Regions from separate parts of the Sus scrofa genome. Here region 2 is linked to region 1. A link is a contact called in public Hi-C data. All regions are on one chromosome and are shown on one strand. Each heading gives the region's core, a stretch centred on a gene start, on an enhancer-like site or on the middle of the called end of the contact. The rest is flanking DNA. Distances are from core to core; before and after follow the strand shown. Region 1 overlaps LOC102165006 (a long non-coding RNA gene). Region 2 overlaps LOC102165006 (a long non-coding RNA gene).

The links. Hi-C and Micro-C count contacts between places; a contact is called where the count stands out from the background.
Region 2: a Hi-C map of liver shows a contact between it and region 1, with 8 times the contacts expected there. The contact joins two enhancer-like sites. A contact is called at or near these places in 1 of 5 promoter capture datasets (liver) and 3 of 47 Hi-C or Micro-C datasets (embryonic fibroblasts and liver).

The regions. Positions count from the first base shown.
Region 1 is chr18:46,850,666-46,855,128 of Sscrofa11.1, forward strand. The region is part of intron 1 of LOC102165006 (a long non-coding RNA gene); the gene reads right to left. Among named protein-coding and RNA genes, the nearest start is that of TRNAK-UUU, 200 kb to the right of the region's middle. Within about 2 kb of position 2,731, at least 6 of the 83 cell types and tissues checked have an H3K27ac peak or open chromatin away from gene starts, as enhancers often do. A contact at or near this core is called in liver, where this site is marked.
Region 2 is chr18:46,918,899-46,923,200 of Sscrofa11.1, forward strand. All of the region lies in intron 1 of LOC102165006 (a long non-coding RNA gene), which reads right to left. Among named protein-coding and RNA genes, the nearest start is that of TRNAK-UUU, 140 kb to the right of the region's middle. Within about 2 kb of position 1,848, at least 7 of the 83 cell types and tissues checked have an H3K27ac peak or open chromatin away from gene starts, as enhancers often do. A contact at or near this core is called in liver, where this site is marked.

The DNA.
Region 1 (4,463 bases), core at 1,481-3,980:
ACTGAGCCATGACGGGAATTCCCTTGTGCTTATGACTTTTTCTTTTTTTTTTTTCTTTCCTTTTTTATGTTGGGTGCTGCTTATTAGACACAAGAAACAAGTATCTGGTGTTCTCCAGAAGAGGCTGCCTTGAAAACTCTTGCCCAGTCATCAGACCAGAGAGGTCTGTTTTCTTACAGTAAGGTCTTTTGCTCTTTCAAATACATTTTCTGCCCCATTCATCCTATTTTGTTTATGAGTGGGGGTCTCTTGTTAGGAAAAAGGAAAGTGGGTTAATGGAAGGTTCTCAAATTCTTTTCTTATGCACCTAAAGTCTCTATGGAACAGATTTCACAGTTTCTAAAACAAAAGCAGCGCCATATTTAGATTTTATCTGACTCAGATATACATCTTTAATCACTTTCAAATTGAAACAAAAGGAGCTTGGGAAACTTTGAAACACTTTGATTTCTAAAAAGACAACTTGAAGGCACATTGCAGATACATGAATAAGTCATTTTGTGAGCGTTAGGATTCCTGATCCCTATGCTGCTCTCAGGATCCCCCAATCAAGAGCCCCTACCTGCTGCAGTTATTATTCATGTGACTCACTCTATGCACTTATCAGAAGGCAGATGCTCAACTTCAGCTGTTCCCTCCAGAGCCCACCTGCTAAGAGGCACGTTGCCACTTGCAGGTTGAAGGCAGATTCTAAGTAGGAAGTGAGCTGGATCACTACCAAGTAATAGATAAGAACACGAGGTGACAAAGGTTCATCTGTGGTATTCCCTGCGTCTTTCCCACATGGGGGAAAATGGGGGCACAGTGGAGGAATGAGCCCCAGCAGGACTCAGCAGTGATGGTCAGAAAAACACACACCCAGTCAGGTCAGCGGGCGCTGTGGACTATGTCCTCTTAGGGAAAGATGAGGAGACGGTTAAGGCAGAAGGTCCTAAATGTCTGGGTCCCTCTTGGTCCCTTGACTGTAACGTGAGGATGAGCTGTCATGCCGCGTTTGGACTCAGTTTGCTTTGGGAACCAGAATTCCTGATGCACTGGAGAGATTTTCCTTCTCCAGGGCAGTTGCTTTGTAGACTCCATCCGTTTTCTACCTAATGTCAAAAATCCAGCTCTTATTAAGGGCAGCTGCTTTATGGAAAAAAAAAAAAATCACAACTCTTGCTCCTTGACTGTTTCAACTGAACAATGAAGAAAGCAAAGAGGATCCTAGGAAGAAAGTTCTACGTTCTCTACTTTCACAACCCTTTTACAGGCAGAGCAGGAAGCATTCGACATAAATATTCTCTTGCTGGCTCCTAGTAAATGAAGACTGTTGAGCACACGACAGAGGAGCAAAGTATCAGCAAACTGTCACTGCTCAACTGCTGGCTGCCTCTGGTTTCTTGCTGAACCCCAAAGCTAAATCTACATAGAAACCTTCTCCCCAGTGACTTTTCTGATATGGGTGTTGAGACTTAATTCTACTTGTTTTTCTCTTACAAGGAAATGATTGGTTTCAGTTTTGTCTTTATGGGCTTATTTTCAAATTTCTCCTAAAAGCGGTGCTTATTGCATTAGGTTGGCGACTCCACCTATCATTCTCTTTTACAAAACAATAACCAGTTCTCTCACTGAGATAAACCTCCTCACCTCAGACCTCAACGTTTATCCAATTCAGTCCAAGAGGATTTTCTCCTAAGAGCTTTAAACTTCTACATGGATGCAATTAAGACGTCATATTAGAGGCGGGGGCAACTACCTTTATCAGAAATATTGAATCATTCCTCTTTGAAGACCTCACTTTTTTAAAACATGAGCTATATCCAATATTGATTTCTAGAAAATTCCCTTTGACTCATGAGCTGGACCTAGACATCGATTTCAGAAGATGGACCTACATTTTCTCACTAACAGGGTTTTGCTTTCTTCTTGGGATGTAACGTAGCCCTCATATTCCTAATACAAATTTATGAACTTTTCACTGCTGAATTGATGCTGTAAAAACAAAATAATTTTCAGACCAAAGGCCATGTATGTGTGATTTTGACAGCCCTGTGCATCATATTGCAAGCAACGATTTTTCTTAATATCAGCCACTGAAACGAAGTTATGTGTGAGTGATGTTGTTATTACATGGAACCACTGATGGCCAAGCCAAATGCAGTGTGATTTCTCTTCTGGAAATTGTTTGCTGTCTCTTGTTTATACGCATCCAGACACTAAAAAGTCAGTTTGACTTCAGCCTCAGGTGGCCCTGTCCCTGATTATGTGTTCCAAAATTTGCAAGGGAAACCACACCATCCTAGAGAGAAGGCATATCTATGCTGGATCATCAGATTATATAAATGATCCAGGTATTTGTGTGACTCTTTATTTTCCTCCTCTTAGTTAAAACCCTTGGAAGTTTATTTATTTGCATTTTTAACCTATTGCCTAAAGATGCAATTCTAAAAATTCCTACCAGTTGTAACCACAACAACCACCAGGTGGCTTTCAGCAATGCTTGTTTATTTTGAATGTGACATCTTGGCCTTTTTTAATTTTTAACTTCACATGGGGAAATTTAGTATTTGTACTTTTTGTTTGGGGCTGCAATCACCGGAACAAACTTGAAAAAAGAAAACAGAGCCCAGAGGAATGAGGGATAATTTACAATTAAACCCATGAAGATGAAAGGGAGAAAGCAAAGAAGGAATTAATGACCGAGCAAGAGTTCAGCCTGACCTGCTCCACAGTTTTGCTGACATTCTGACAAAACTGAGTAGCGCTCTGACCTACTGCGAGCTGCCCTAGAACTGGCACCTGGTCTCAATCTTTTCTTCCTCTATCTCTGAGAAGTAGAGGAAGAGAACCTCTGGGAAACCAAGCTTATTTTTCCCTGCCTGGCTTTTTTCAAACGTGATCCTGCATTCTCTTTGTACGTAATGATTTCTTAAAAAAATTTAGCCAATTTCTTACACATGATTTTATACATGATATTCAAAGGCCTTTGCTCACATTTCTGTCACAGATTTACACATTCATTTCATTCATTCTTTCACTCGATTGTTATTAAACTCCAAACAGGACACTATGCTAGGGATCTGGGGAAAAGAGAGGTACACCAAACTGAATTAGCAACATTCTTGACTCCCAAGACCTTAGAATTTAGAGGTGGAGATGGGCTTTTTTCACAATTACCATATATGCAGTTCAGAGTATGTCAGGCAAATGAAAGCTTATGAACAAAAACTTGTATGGAAATTCCAAGAAGCTAAAAACCTCTCCCTGGTAAGAAGCTTATAAAAATGTCTTTCGAGAGGACTTAGCCCTGTAATTTATTTGGCATGATGGAATCATTTTCAAGAAGCTGAGAGTGGGCCAGTGGGGAGTGCTAAGTAGGAAAACAGGAAGACGACGGTGCAATCCTCAAGAGGAGGGAAACTCACGAAGGTGAGTTGGAGAAGCAGGCTGGGGAACGGTCACCAGTGAATGCCACTCTGGAGTGGCTGGCGGGGGACTTGTGGTAGTGGACAATCTCTCGTATACATGCCCCGGGAATTTCATTTAGGATCACAGACTTCTCAAGCTGAAAGTGCTGTTAGAAATCTAGGCCAGTCCAGAGACTTTACAGAAAAGGGACCTGAGATCATTACTGTCTGGCCAAGTAGAGACAGCCAAGTAGAGACAGCCTGGACCAAACGCTTTAGAGTCAGCTTTTTTAATGCTTAGAAGCAGCAGAACTCAGGAAGAAGGAGAAAATAGCATGAGAAAGCAAGATTAGAAGACAAATACAACCACTCCGCATTTTTACTCCAGATTCAGGCTTGTTTTCTCAGGAGAGTTGAAGAATTACAACTAGGACATGTACTTTTAGGAGTTAAGGATGGGCCCCAAGGGGCTCCAGGCTAGAAGAGAGGGGCTCTTAGCACAAAGGGTTCTTCTAACTATCTTACCCTAAAGGGGTCTGTCATCCTACACACAGAGCTCTTGGCAGCCTTCCCTTTGGCTTATTCTTATCCAGCCACAGACAACCAAAGAAAACAAGCTGTGGAGGAACGTCTAAAATATACCAGGGAATATATGCGATTAAACCAAGAAGAAAACATGATCCCGGAGGATACAGAGAGACACTGCTACCTCTTAAGCCTAGTCAGTGTGAGCAAACACTTAACTTCTACTAACTTATCACTATAATGTGGGAACACATGTGTAGTTGGCATAGCTGATAGAGGGAATTTTGTTATCCAGAGATTAGATGGTGAAGGAAAAGAAATTCCAGGTAAACCAGATCTACCTAAAATGGGAACCAAAAACTCAAGGTAAAACTAAATACTATTCAGGGTATGTATATTATATTTATCAAATTTTATCTTACAAATGCAACTATTAATTCTTAGAACAAACAATCGTGACCTTATTTATTTATTTATTTTTGAGGGAGCGGTATAATTTTTTCCATATAGGTGCTTGAGTTTTATTCTACTTTCTCAGCCCGATCATTA
Region 2 (4,302 bases), core at 598-3,097, 67 kb after region 1:
ATTTATAGACACTATGACAGGGCACTCAAACTCCTTATTTAATCACTAACAGAAACATTATTTCAAAAGGGAATTAGGGTGGTGAAAATATATTTTTAAATGGTGTATTCTCTGGAGCCATCTCATTTTTTCTTACTATTGTCAACTATAGTTATCCAGGAAAAAAAAAAAATTCAGGAGGCAATTTAAGCCACAACAAACAAAAGCGTTTTAAATTTCTCAGGGGCAAGCTACATTCCGTCTCGAAGGAAATTGGAAGGGATATCAAAGAGAATTTATTGTCTGATGACCACCCCTAGTTCTTTAGTGAAAGCTGTAAGAGAAAAAAAACAGCAGCAGTTAAGAGATCTGAGGTAAACTTTAAGGGTGGGCAAAAGAGAGGGAGCTTGAGATACCACCAATTTTAAATTTTATGCTTTAGGACAATGGATATCTTTGCCAATAAGTAGTTAATTCGTTACTGCATCTCCAGGTAAGTCACACGAAGCAGTTATTCCAGGTTATCGTGATTACTTCTAAAAGGGCAAAGCAATGACCTCACTAACCATGAACTCCATTCCACACAATCAAGAGTAAAAGTGACCCCATCCCGCCATTCACAACGTAATCATGACTAATCTCTTCTCTCCACTTACGGTAACGCACATGAACCTGAATGCTGGAAAAGTAATACTGCCTTTCTGTCCATTTCCCAAAAGTACTTTCCCAAAAAGAAAAAAGAAAAAAAAATTATGGATACAAAATGCTGCATTTTACTTCTATCACTGTATTTACAAAGATACATCTCTTTCTTAGAGTCTCCTTCATTATTAGAGATCTCTTTAAATAAATGAAGCGGAGTTAACTATATTTTTTGTTCAAATTTCCATGTCCTAAGTTTATATTCTTTGTGGGAGGTAGGTTGCAAGGGTTTATTCCAGAAAGGACATTGGACTAAATGGTTCTGATGCAGAAAATTAACGGTGGAAAAGTTTCACATACTCATTGATAAATAAAAGGAATTTTTCAGGATACGTAGTCACTTTTAATGAAGGGAGTGGAATGGGGACAGAATGTAAAAAAGGAGAAATATTTGTACACATTCTTTGTGGACCCATTTTGGATTTCTCTGCTTAGTTGATAAAGCCATGTCCCTTTGTTTGATTTTTTTCCTAATACAGACAGTTAGTACAAAATAACCCACCAAGGCCACCCCTATTTCCATCAAAAACCTTGCAGCTGTTGAACTTCTGATTTGAACAAGATCCACCCCAGACTGGCATGTCACAGAGGGCAACGGCCCTGTGACATTTTAATGCATTTGGGTTTTCGTCTGCTGACCCACGACATGGGTAAATAAAGATAACCTTCACCAAGACACACAAACCGCTCCCAGGGCGCCACTGGGGGATTCGGCAAAGAGAGCCAGTGTCCCGCTAGCATTAGCTGCCATGGTCATGACTGTGAAGACACAGCATGTCAGCTAAAAGGCACAGGTGAGCAGTTCTGGAAACGTGACTGCTGATAGCTGAGCAGGGCTGGGGAAAAGCCTACACAAAACGTCTTGGTATCCAGGTCAGATGAATGGTTTTCTCAGCTCTATTTCTCATTAACCATTTAGAAAGGGATTATCCCAAATTTTGCCTATTTAGTTGTTTTTGTTTTCTGGCTTAAAGTGCCACACGGTTACCTAATAAAAATTACACCACATTAAACAGGCTGTGTTGAGTATGCTGCAATTCGTGCGACTTGACTGGTATTATTTTAAGTGTCTGTTCTCTGAATTCCCTTGGAATTTATGCTGTTAACTCCCATGAATACGAACAGACCTCCCAAGCCTGTAGTTACACACGCCATATATTTATTAGGAGGCAGCTTAACTTCTAGACGCTGCACAGAGGGCTGTATTTTGTCCCTGAGCACTTGAGTTCCTGAACATACTTGTTTGAAAATGCCTCTTAAAATATATGGTTTAGCTGGACAGACTAAAAATTTTGTGTAATCAGAGAGAATGTTTAGAAAACATTGTTTGGGGAGGAAAGTAATGCTTTAATGCTACTTCCAAGAGAATAAATAATGCAATTCTGTTTCTCCAGGCCCACGAGGATGCTGGCTTTCGTACTGCTAATAAAACAAAGGAGAGACAGCCCTCAGAAGGGGGTGATACAAAACATCAAACATGTAACCATTTGGCCTGGAAACATGTACCAGGGCCAAAATCGGGCTATTTCTCTAATAAAACAAACACAAAATAGCCACTTCAAAGGCTTTGGAGGTAAAAGATAAGGTTCAAGTCAAAGAGAAAAATCTCTTGGTGATGTCCATGCCTATGTATCTGAAGAGAGAGCTTTCATTTTTTTCAAGAAAAGTTTTCACCTAATTTTAAATGATCAGAATTTAATTTATTTTATACTATGGCTGAGTGGGGTAACATCCTTGCTTCTTTAATTTATAAGATATTTGTTGGTATTATTACCTATGGTAGAATATTATAATTTTGTTCTACATAGCACTCCATTTCCAACAAAAGAAAATTCACCCCAAACTGTATAGGTTTTTAATTTGTAACAATTAATTCTGAGCAGTTCTGAACAATTAGCTAAATATTGTTGAAGACAAGAGTTTAAGTTTTATAAGTTCCCAAGTCATCCTGATTTCTATCACTTAATGAAATTTAGTCTCTAAAAATTAAGGGTCCTGATAAAGTCATAGATTAGAAAATACATACATATTAAGGTTTCCCGAACTTCCATTTCATCCAAACCCATCTAAAACTGCTACGAAAGGGTGTGGAATCAATGGGGAAGTAGCGCCACCATCTGGACATTTTTAGAGTGACAGGCATAAATTCTTTTTCCTTTCAAAGATCAACACTCTGCAACTGCACAAGCACTTTGGGGAAAAAACTGGTTCAGGAGTTCCCATTGTGGCTCAGTGGTTAACGAATCCGACTAGGAACCATGAGGTTTCGGGTTCGATCCCTGGCCTTGCTTAGTGGGTTACGGATCTGGGGTTGCTGGGAGCTGTGGTGTAGGTCACAGCCGTGGCTCGGATCTGGCATTGCTGTGGCTCTGGCATAGGCCGGCGTCTACAGCTCTGATTAGACCCCTAGCCTGGGAGCCTCCATATGCTGTGGGAGCAAACCTGGAAAAGGCAAAAGACAAAAAAAAAAAAAAAAAAAAAAAAAAAACCGGGTTCAGTTTACCTAAGTGTACTCGTGTACTAAGAATACTTCATGTCACACTTAACCCTTTTCCTGTACTGTTGTCCATACAGAGTCTTTCCATGTTGGAGATGATTCTCGACGGCTGCAAGTGAATTGCCCATCATAAATGACAGAGGCTGCAGCCCGAAGGGAACGTCAACTCCAACATTTTCAACTTGAAACCCAGACATACCTATGGTTAGTGAATGTACATGTGTTTCAGGACGTTAAACTTCCTCACCTACAGGGTGAGGGGAAAAATCATTTCTACTTCATGGGATAACTGGAGGGTAAAATGAGACAATGCCTATTAGGTGCTTCGCAGTGTCTGGAACACAGTGGCAATCAATAATGGGAGGTAGTATTAAAACGCATGGGTATTAACGTCTTTTCAAACATCCGAATGAACCTTCGTGGGCTTGGCAAGGACACCAAGATGTTGTCCCGTCCGCCCTGTCCTGAAAAGAAAGTGTCCATACTTCAAAGTTGTGAGAAACTCAGTGAGAGAGTTCCCTCGCAGGGTTCTCCACCTCCTACCCTCTGGCCCCACTCTCCCTCCCTCCTAAACCTTCTACCCAAACCCCTTCCACTAAACCTTCCTTCCAGAACCACCGGCAAGCCACCTGCCTCCTGTCTCCAGGTATCTCATTTCATCCTCTTTGTTTGCTAAGGCCCATCCTTCATGGAGGCTCAGTTTCCACCTTTTCTGAGAGTTTACCTCCCTCTCTCTTCCCTACCACCCCTTCCACACCTGGAAAAATGTCACTGTTGGAGGCTCTTCCTTTCCCTTTGTTTACCACTTGGCTTTGTGCAGCCATTACACCCCTGCCGGGCAGGAACAGGGTGCTAAACATTGTTGTGCCCAGAAACTCGGTTGAGGGTTTGCCTGGATGATATTAACCACAGAGCATGAAAATAGAGAAAATACATCTCCATACCCACACCTTTATCACTAAGATGAGCTGTCAAAAATTTGACCCAAATTGATCCTAGAAATGAAACCAAAATCCCTGACCTAAATTAGAACTGTTCACAAATCAGCAAACATAAGGGCCAAGCTCCTGGGCCACAATAAAAGGAGGAGAAGAATGGATCTGCTCTTATCTCATGGCGACACT